2 separate regions of the Xenopus laevis genome follow, and region 2 is linked to region 1. A link is a contact called in public Hi-C data. All regions are on one chromosome and are shown on one strand. Each heading gives the region's core, a stretch centred on a gene start, on an enhancer-like site or on the middle of the called end of the contact. The rest is flanking DNA. Distances are from core to core; before and after follow the strand shown. Region 1 overlaps osbpl2.L (oxysterol binding protein like 2 L homeolog). Region 2 holds the start of hrh3.L (histamine H3 receptor).

Evidence for each region. Hi-C and Micro-C count contacts between places; a contact is called where the count stands out from the background.
Region 2: a Hi-C map of the XL177 cell line shows a contact between it and region 1, with 3 times the contacts expected there. The contact joins the promoter of hrh3.L here to the enhancer-like site in region 1. A contact is called at or near these places in 2 of 4 Hi-C or Micro-C datasets (the XL177 cell line and the XTC cell line).

Annotation. Positions count from the first base shown.
Region 1 is chr9_10L:14,913,401-14,917,315 of Xenopus_laevis_v10.1, forward strand. It overlaps osbpl2.L (oxysterol binding protein like 2 L homeolog), which reads right to left. Exons shown (of 14, transcript NM_001086843.1): 6 at 3,269-3,366; 7 at 3,005-3,187; 8 at 2,339-2,446; 9 at 1,865-1,954. Among protein-coding and RNA genes, the nearest start is that of adrm1.L, 15 kb to the left of the region's middle. Within about 2 kb of position 1,786, at least 2 of the 7 cell types and tissues checked have an H3K27ac peak or open chromatin away from gene starts, as enhancers often do.
Region 2 is chr9_10L:14,986,064-14,989,978 of Xenopus_laevis_v10.1, forward strand. hrh3.L (histamine H3 receptor) reads left to right here and starts at 2,018. Exons shown (of 3, transcript XM_018234978.2): 1 at 2,018-2,742. The coding sequence starts at 2,499.

The sequences.
Region 1 (3,915 bases), core at 536-3,035:
CATTCAGCACAAACTTTTTGTACATATGCAGCTCACTGCCAAGGCCAGGCCATGCTCACGACTGGCTCCAGTACATCCCTCAGGCAGACTGATGCCTGTGCTCTAGGGAGGAAAGCCTGACTCCTCTAATTAATTCAGTTAAGTGCTGAGAAGTACTTGGCCTGTCAGCAGAGCCCCTAACAAACACAGAAGCAGCACGACTTTGGCAGGCCAAGGTAATACTGGGCTCTCAGCTGCAGAATTGCGGAATCAGGGGCTAGGTACAAGCACACACAATCTAAAACTCAAAAGAAAATGGATGACTGGTACATTCTGTCCCGATGAGTATGTTGAGTTTCTGGCCAAAATGTCATGCTTTGTGTCTGTTAACCAATAGCTGCGGACACATGGGAACATTATTAAAGGGGTTGCTCACCTTTGAGTTAACTTTTAGTATGATGTAGAGCAGTGATCCCCAACCAGTGGCTCGTGAGCAACATTTTGCTCTCCGACCCCTTGGATGTTGCTCTCATTGGCCCTAAAGTTCTTATTTTTGAGTTCCTGGCTTGAAGGTAAGTTTTAGTTACATACAAACCATGTGTATTGCCAAACAGAGGCTCCTGTAAGCTGCCAGTCCGCATAGAGGCTACCAATATAAGCCAATCACAGCCCATATTTGACACACGAGGAACATTTTTCATGCTTATGTTGTTCTCCAACTTTTTTTACATTTGAACGTGGCCCACGGGTAAAAAAAGTTTGCGGACCCCTGATGTAGAGACTAATATTCTGAGACAATATGCAATTGGTTTTAATTTTTTATTATTTGTGGTTTTTGAGTTAATTAGCTTTTTATTTAGCAGCTCTCCAGTTTGCAATTTCAGCAATATGGTTGCTATGGTCCAAATGGCCCTAGTAACCATACACTGATTTGAATAAAAGACAGAATATGAATAGGAGAGGGCCTGAGTAGAAAGTAACAAAAAGTAGCAATAACAATACATTTGTAGCTTTAGGGCTGGGACACACTGGGCGATTTGGGGAGATTTAGTCGCCTGTCGACTAATCGCCGCGACTTTCCATGACCAATCTTCCCCGAATGCCTCCCCTCGCTCTGCGCCTGGCTAAAATGAAAAATCGCCTGCGCTAATCACACGCGGCGATTCGTTTTCCGAAGTTTGCTCGTGAGGCAACTTCGGGCGACTTTGGAAAACGAATCGCCGTGTGTGATTAGCGCCGGCGACTTTTCATTTTATCCAGGCGCAGAGCGAGGGGAGCCATTCGGGGAGAAAAGTCACTGCGATTAGTCGCCAGGCGACTAAATCTCCCCAAATCGCCCAGTGTGTCCCAGCCCTTACAGAGCATTTGTTTTTAGATGGGTGGGGGTCAATAACCCCTATTTGAAATCATTGAAAAACTAGAAAAAAAATTGTGAAGACCAATTGAAAAGTTGCTAAACACTGGCCATTCTATAACAAACTAAAAGTTAATTTAAAGGTGAACCAGCCCTCTAAAGAGAGCGTGAGATAGGGACATCTATCGGGCTGTTTTTATATCAATCGTCTGTCTATAGTTCCAAGAGTATCCAAAACAGCAAGTCATTGTTTACCCCAAACTAGTCAACCTTTGAGATGGACTTTCAGGAATATCCAGAACGACATACACGCTTACCTGAAATTACCCTCAGGCTGGCCCTTCCCAGGCACTGCTTTGAGACCCCCAGGGGGTCCAGACACACAGGTTGGCCTGCTTTAGATAAATAGCTTCCAGGATTAATTATAAGGCACCAGAGTAGAAAAACAGACACTGCAGTCATAACATTCCAAGCAGGCACTAACCTACACATAGAACAGAGACATCAGATCCGGCGGGGCAGAATACTCACTTTTTATCCTGGATATATCCTTCTACTCGATGCAGCTCCTTCCCAAACAGGCCACAGGGCTTAAAATTAAGTAGGCACTTGTCTCCAGTACTGTGAAGGGGGCAGATAGCAACGCATTAGGGATTTTCTTTTAAAAAGGAAAATAAGTTGATGGAGTTTCAAAATAGCTGCCAACGCTGAGCAACAGCATGAAGCAAATCTGTCCCATGTGCCGGCAGGGGAAGGAAGCCTTTCTGCTCACTCGCGAGCAGAAAAGGAAAAGAGCGTTGGAGATACTTTAGAAAAGGAAAAGTATTCAGGTGGAGGGCATGTCTCATAGTGGTTAGTGGATTTTACGAACTATGAGAAGTGATGATTATAAGAATTAGAGTTATTGTAAAATAAAAATATTAATTAAAATAACTATTGAAAAAGCAAAGCATTGTTAAAAATGACGCCAGCAGGACGCCATGTTGTTTTCCACCAGACACTTACCTGTGGTTTATGATCTCTACTGTCCCATACTGCTCGATCCACAGCTTGCCAATAATGACATTGTGCACGCAGCATGTGGGGTTTGTCCAAGTGTACGCTTCTTTGTGCCTGTGGGTTATACAACTGAGCTTAGTTGGGGGTCATGGGAAAACATGTTTTTTTTTTTCAAAAACACATCAGTTAATAGTCTTGCTCCAACAGAATTCTGCACTGAAATCCATTTCTCAAAAGAGCAAACCGATTTTATATTTAATTTTGAAATCTGCCATGGAGCTAGAAATATTGTCACTTTAATTTGAACCCTAGCAACCAGATAGCTGAAATAGCTGCAGAATAACTCAAAAAACACAAATAATAAAAAATGAAACCAATTACAACTTGTCTCAGAATATTACTCTCTACATCATACTAAAAGTTAACTCAATGGTGAACAACCCCTAAATACCATATGCCGCTTCATACAAGCAGCCTATATTTTCTGTCTCCCTGGGGAGGGAAGTCTCTATATTGTTTCTTTCAGCTGCAGTTCTAACCAGTAGGTGGGTCCTCCCTTTCACCGACACCATAAACTGGTGGTTGGAGTTTAAAAGAGACCCAGGAAAAAAGGAGCAGGAAGACAGGGATAGAAAGAAGCAGATAGAATATAAGTCTCCCAAAAGCACTTACTTCAGCAGCTCCAGAGTTATGGTGCCTCGGGGTTCAGCTTCCACACTCTTTCCCCAAAACTTTAACTTGGGATAGATTGAACCATGAAAAATAAAGTCCTTGTTGAGACCTTCGGCATGGAAGGCACTGACTGGCGGGTGATGGCTCACTTGTTCAGAGATGAATTGGAAGCCTAGATCATCCCTGAAAAACAAGCAGATTCACTGTACTCTTTTCCGTGGCTGACATACGTTTTTTCTGCCTTCCCACCTATCCCTATCTTACCTTATTAACTCAAAGGTTTCTCCCAGCAGTGGGTTAAATGGTTTCCCTGTTCGCTCCCACTGTGACGCTACTGCGGAGACAGCAAAGGCGGCGACACACTGCAGAAGAGAAGACAAACCATCATAGATTTGGGACACAGAAAAGATTCTGGTGACCATGTAAAAAAAAGCCTTTGGTGGGCCCCCAAATGTGTTGCAATACCATCCTTTATACTTCCCCTCCACACAGTACAGTACAGAAGTTTTCAGCCTGAGCATTAGTCAAGTCAAGTGTATTTTATTGCATTATCATTTCACAGCAAGGGTATATACTGTACAGTAAATGGACAAAAAAAAAATCAAAGAAAGATTGCACACCTAAGATCAAACAGAAAGAGTTTATTACATCAAAAAAAAGAAAAAAAGTTACAAAAATAGAGCCAAAACAAATATCATTAGCCCAACAATCAAAAATGGTCTTCCTCAGGGGGCAATCAAAATGCAAAAATAAAGAAAAAAAGGCCTGCGTTTGATTTTTTGCCCATTATTAATTTGGAGACTCGCATGGGGAGCCTCCTTGGGATTAGCACCTCACATTCTTTATTGGGTGTGCGCGCATTCTAACCTCACATTTCTATATATTACAGTAGATGTCATTCTGAGTATTAG
Region 2 (3,915 bases), core at 768-3,267, 73 kb after region 1:
CAATAGATTTCCTTTGCTCATTGAATGGGATACTAGCATCTAATCTTACAGAGTGGATACATGCAAACTGACAAGCTTGGTAGATAAGGTGTTCAGCAGTGATACCAACATATCCCATAGTGCTAATAGGATATGATAAAGGGAACCATATGGAACACTTTGGTTTTTCTAATTTGAGTGATAAAATGTAAATGAATCAATATCCAGTACAAATACTGAAGCTTATCAGGGGCTCATGATCAAAGCGTCCAGCAAGTGTATCTCAGAGAAAAGCACTGGGGTTGCCTTGGGCACACAGAGCTTCGTGTCAATGTATAAATAGATTATCAGCAGATAAAAGTCATAGGAACGAGGTATATCAGTGGCTAATGGCTGTTTGTAGATTTCAAATTTCAATTCGAAAACTGAGCAACAGTTCAATGAACTATGAGCCGGAAATGACCAAAAGAGTGTTTGGTGTAGGGCAGGTGTTTGTTAGTTGGAAACCTTCTTATTGATTGGCCGTCAGGGTGTCACAGACAACTGGCTACACATGTTCATGAACGTTTGCCTAATCTGTGGCACCACACTATTTGCTGTACTCTGTAGTCCAGTTATTTGCAGGCAATGGCAGATATAAATAATATATACAGTACATATATATATATATATATATATATATATATATATATATATATATATATATATATATATATATATATATATATATATATATATACAGTATATATATATATATAGATAGATAGATAGATAGATAGATACTGTATAGATAGATAGATATAGATATATAGATATATATATATATATATATATATATATATATATATATAAACCTGCATGTCTAATATAAATAGCAGCCTTGACCCTGCTTTATGGCTGAGATTCTAGCTATCTGTATAACAGAGAATTCTGTCCCAGTGGCTACACATATTCTATCTGATCCCCATTGTAAGCACCAGTCCTGTCCTGCTTTATGGCGAAGATTCTAGCTATCTGTATAACCGAGCATTCTGTCCCAGTGGCTGCACAGATCCTATCTGATCCCCATTGTAAGCAGCAGTCCTGCCCTGCTTTATGGCAGATATTCTAGCTATCTGTATAACAGAACATTCTGTCCCAGTGGTTGCACAGATCCTATCTGATCCCCAGTGTAAGCAGCAGTCCTGCCCTACTTTATGGCTGAGATTCTAGCTATCTGTATAACAGAGCATTCTGTCCCAGTGGCTGCACAGGTCCTATCTGATCCCCATTGTAAGCAACAATCCTGTCCTGCTTTATGGCTGAGATTCTAGCTATCTGTATAACAGAGCATTCTGTCCCAGTGGCTGTACAGATCCTATCTGATCCCCAGTGTAAGCAGCAGTCATGCCTTGCTTTATGGCTAAGATGCTAACTATACACATAACAGAGCATTGGTCACAGTGGCACAGATCCTAGCTATCTTGATGCACATGAATAATTGTAATTGAGATAAGAAGGTTTAATGCAACACAAACCACACTAGGGCAGTTTTACAACATATAATTATATATGTATAATTGTATAATATAACTGAATTGAATAATTGAATATATTTAGAACCAGGAAACTGCTCTGAATCAATGAGGCGCTCAGGAGCACAGGAAGTTAATATTAATATAAGACATATTCAGAACTGTGAAATGTTAGTTTGGCTTTTTGGAGAAACACAATATTTCCCACACAATCAAATCAAAGCAGCATTTAATGAGGTCCTTGGAGGATCCCCATGTAAAAGGGTCACTGGTTCGACCTCAGATCAGGAAAGAAAATGAAGAATGTTATCTATTCCCCAGTCCACCCACCTCTAAAGATATCACACAGAGCGGAGACGATGCACTCCCATCACAACACACAGCAGAAGTCACAGCATTTTATATGAATAGAGAAAAGGGAGAGAGAGAGCAAAGTGCCCTGACCTGGGCTATTCTATTGCCCATAGGCTTCCCCTGCAGATCTGTGCTCCAAAGCTGCTCTGTACAGGGGCAATAGGGTTCAAGCTGGTGTTTCTAATTGGGCATTTGTGTTTCCTGGGGAGGCTGTTCCATTCTTGTGTCTGAAGCACTTTTGGCTGGAGGTGGGTAATGAATGGGGAGAGGTAGAAGGGGAAGGTTGAGCGCTTCACACTGGGAGGAGGTTTGGAGCTGCGAGTAGGAAAACCATTCAGATGGGGCAGAATCAGACAGATGAGGATAAGGAGCCACTCAGACAGGCATCGGCAGAATAAGGAGGGATAGAAAGTCTTTTCCAAATGGGACACTTGCCTTGAATAGATCATGACAAGACAGAGGAGTTTGGCTCTACAATTAACCGCTTCCCGACTGCCTCCCAGAATTCTGCCCCTCCTGTAACCTGCAATCCTATTGCCCCTGCTGGGAGGCAGATTGGAGATGTTCATGGTTTTGCTTCTAGAGAGTCTCCAGCTGCTGCTGCTGAAATGATTCACTCCTAGAGCTCTGGCCAGCAGCTGTGGTGCTGAAATGGACAGCTCCCATCAGAATGGGCAGCAGCTCAACGACACCTGGAGATTCAGCGGAGGAGACAACATTCTGGGGGTGCCAGACTTTTCCTGGACCGTCTTCCTGGCTGTCCTGATGGGGGTCCTGATAGTTACCACCGTGCTGGGGAATGCTCTGGTCATGCTGGCTTTTGTTGTGGACTCTAGCCTCCGAACCCAGAACAATTACTTCCTTCTCAACCTGGCTATCTCCGATTTCTTTGTAGGTAAAGTATCTCCCACTTTCATTTTTGCAATTAAAAATCTCCACTTTGTGTTCTGCACCCTACAGCTCTGATTCCCTAGTAGGAATGTATCCCAAAAATTCCATTCTGCACCCCTACAGCTCTGATTCCCTAGTAGGAATGTATACCTAAAATTCTATTCTGCACCCCTACAGATCTGATTCTCTAGTAGGTATATTTCCCCAAAATTCTATTCTGCACCCCTACAGATCTGATTCTCTAGTAGGTATATATCCCCAAAATTCTATTCTGCACCCCTACAGATCTGATTCCCTAGTCGGAATGTATACCCAAAATTCTATTCTGTACCCCTACAGCTCTCATTTACTAGCAGGAATGTGTATACCAACCTTGTATTTTTCACCCCTACAGCTCTGATTCCCTTAGTAGGAATGTATCCCCAACATTCTATTCTGCACCCCTACATCTCTAGTTCCTTAGTAGGAATCGGCATTCGGCATGCCTAATATTCAGTTCTGCACCCCTACAGCTCTGAAATAATATTCAGAATGTATCCCCAACATTCTATTTAGCACCTTTACATCTCTCATCCCCCAGTAGAAATATATCCCCAACATTCTATTCTGCACATCTAAATCTCTGATTCCGTAGTAGAATTGTATCCCCAATATCTGCAACCCTCCAACTTTGATTCCCTAGAAGGAATGTACCTCCAGAATATTTTATTCTGCACCCCTGTCTAATTCCCAAGCAGACAAATAAACACTTGGGTGCAGCCCAGAAGGGACAACTAAATGGCAGCTCATTACAAGATCTTTAGGGTACAGCCAATTCATTGCAAGATTCCCCAGTTACAGTCAGCTCTGTGCAGCATTCCAGGGGTTCATCTGTTGTACTATATTCTTGGTGTTTATTTAGCTTAGTACAGGGTTTTAGAGGTACAATCAGCTCAGTACAAAGTTACTGGGTTGAAATTAGTTCAGTGCAAGATTTTTGGAAAACAAAAGTACTCCAGGGGCCAGCTCAGAAGGATCCAGGGGCACAGCCAGCATAATAATAGATTTTTGGGGTACAGCCATATCAGTTAATTGTTCTTGTGGCCCATACAATTTAGTGCAAGACTCCTGGGCTGCAGTACAAATTTTTTGAGGTACATTTAGTATTCACCCAGCTCAGTGCAGGAGTCTTAGGGTA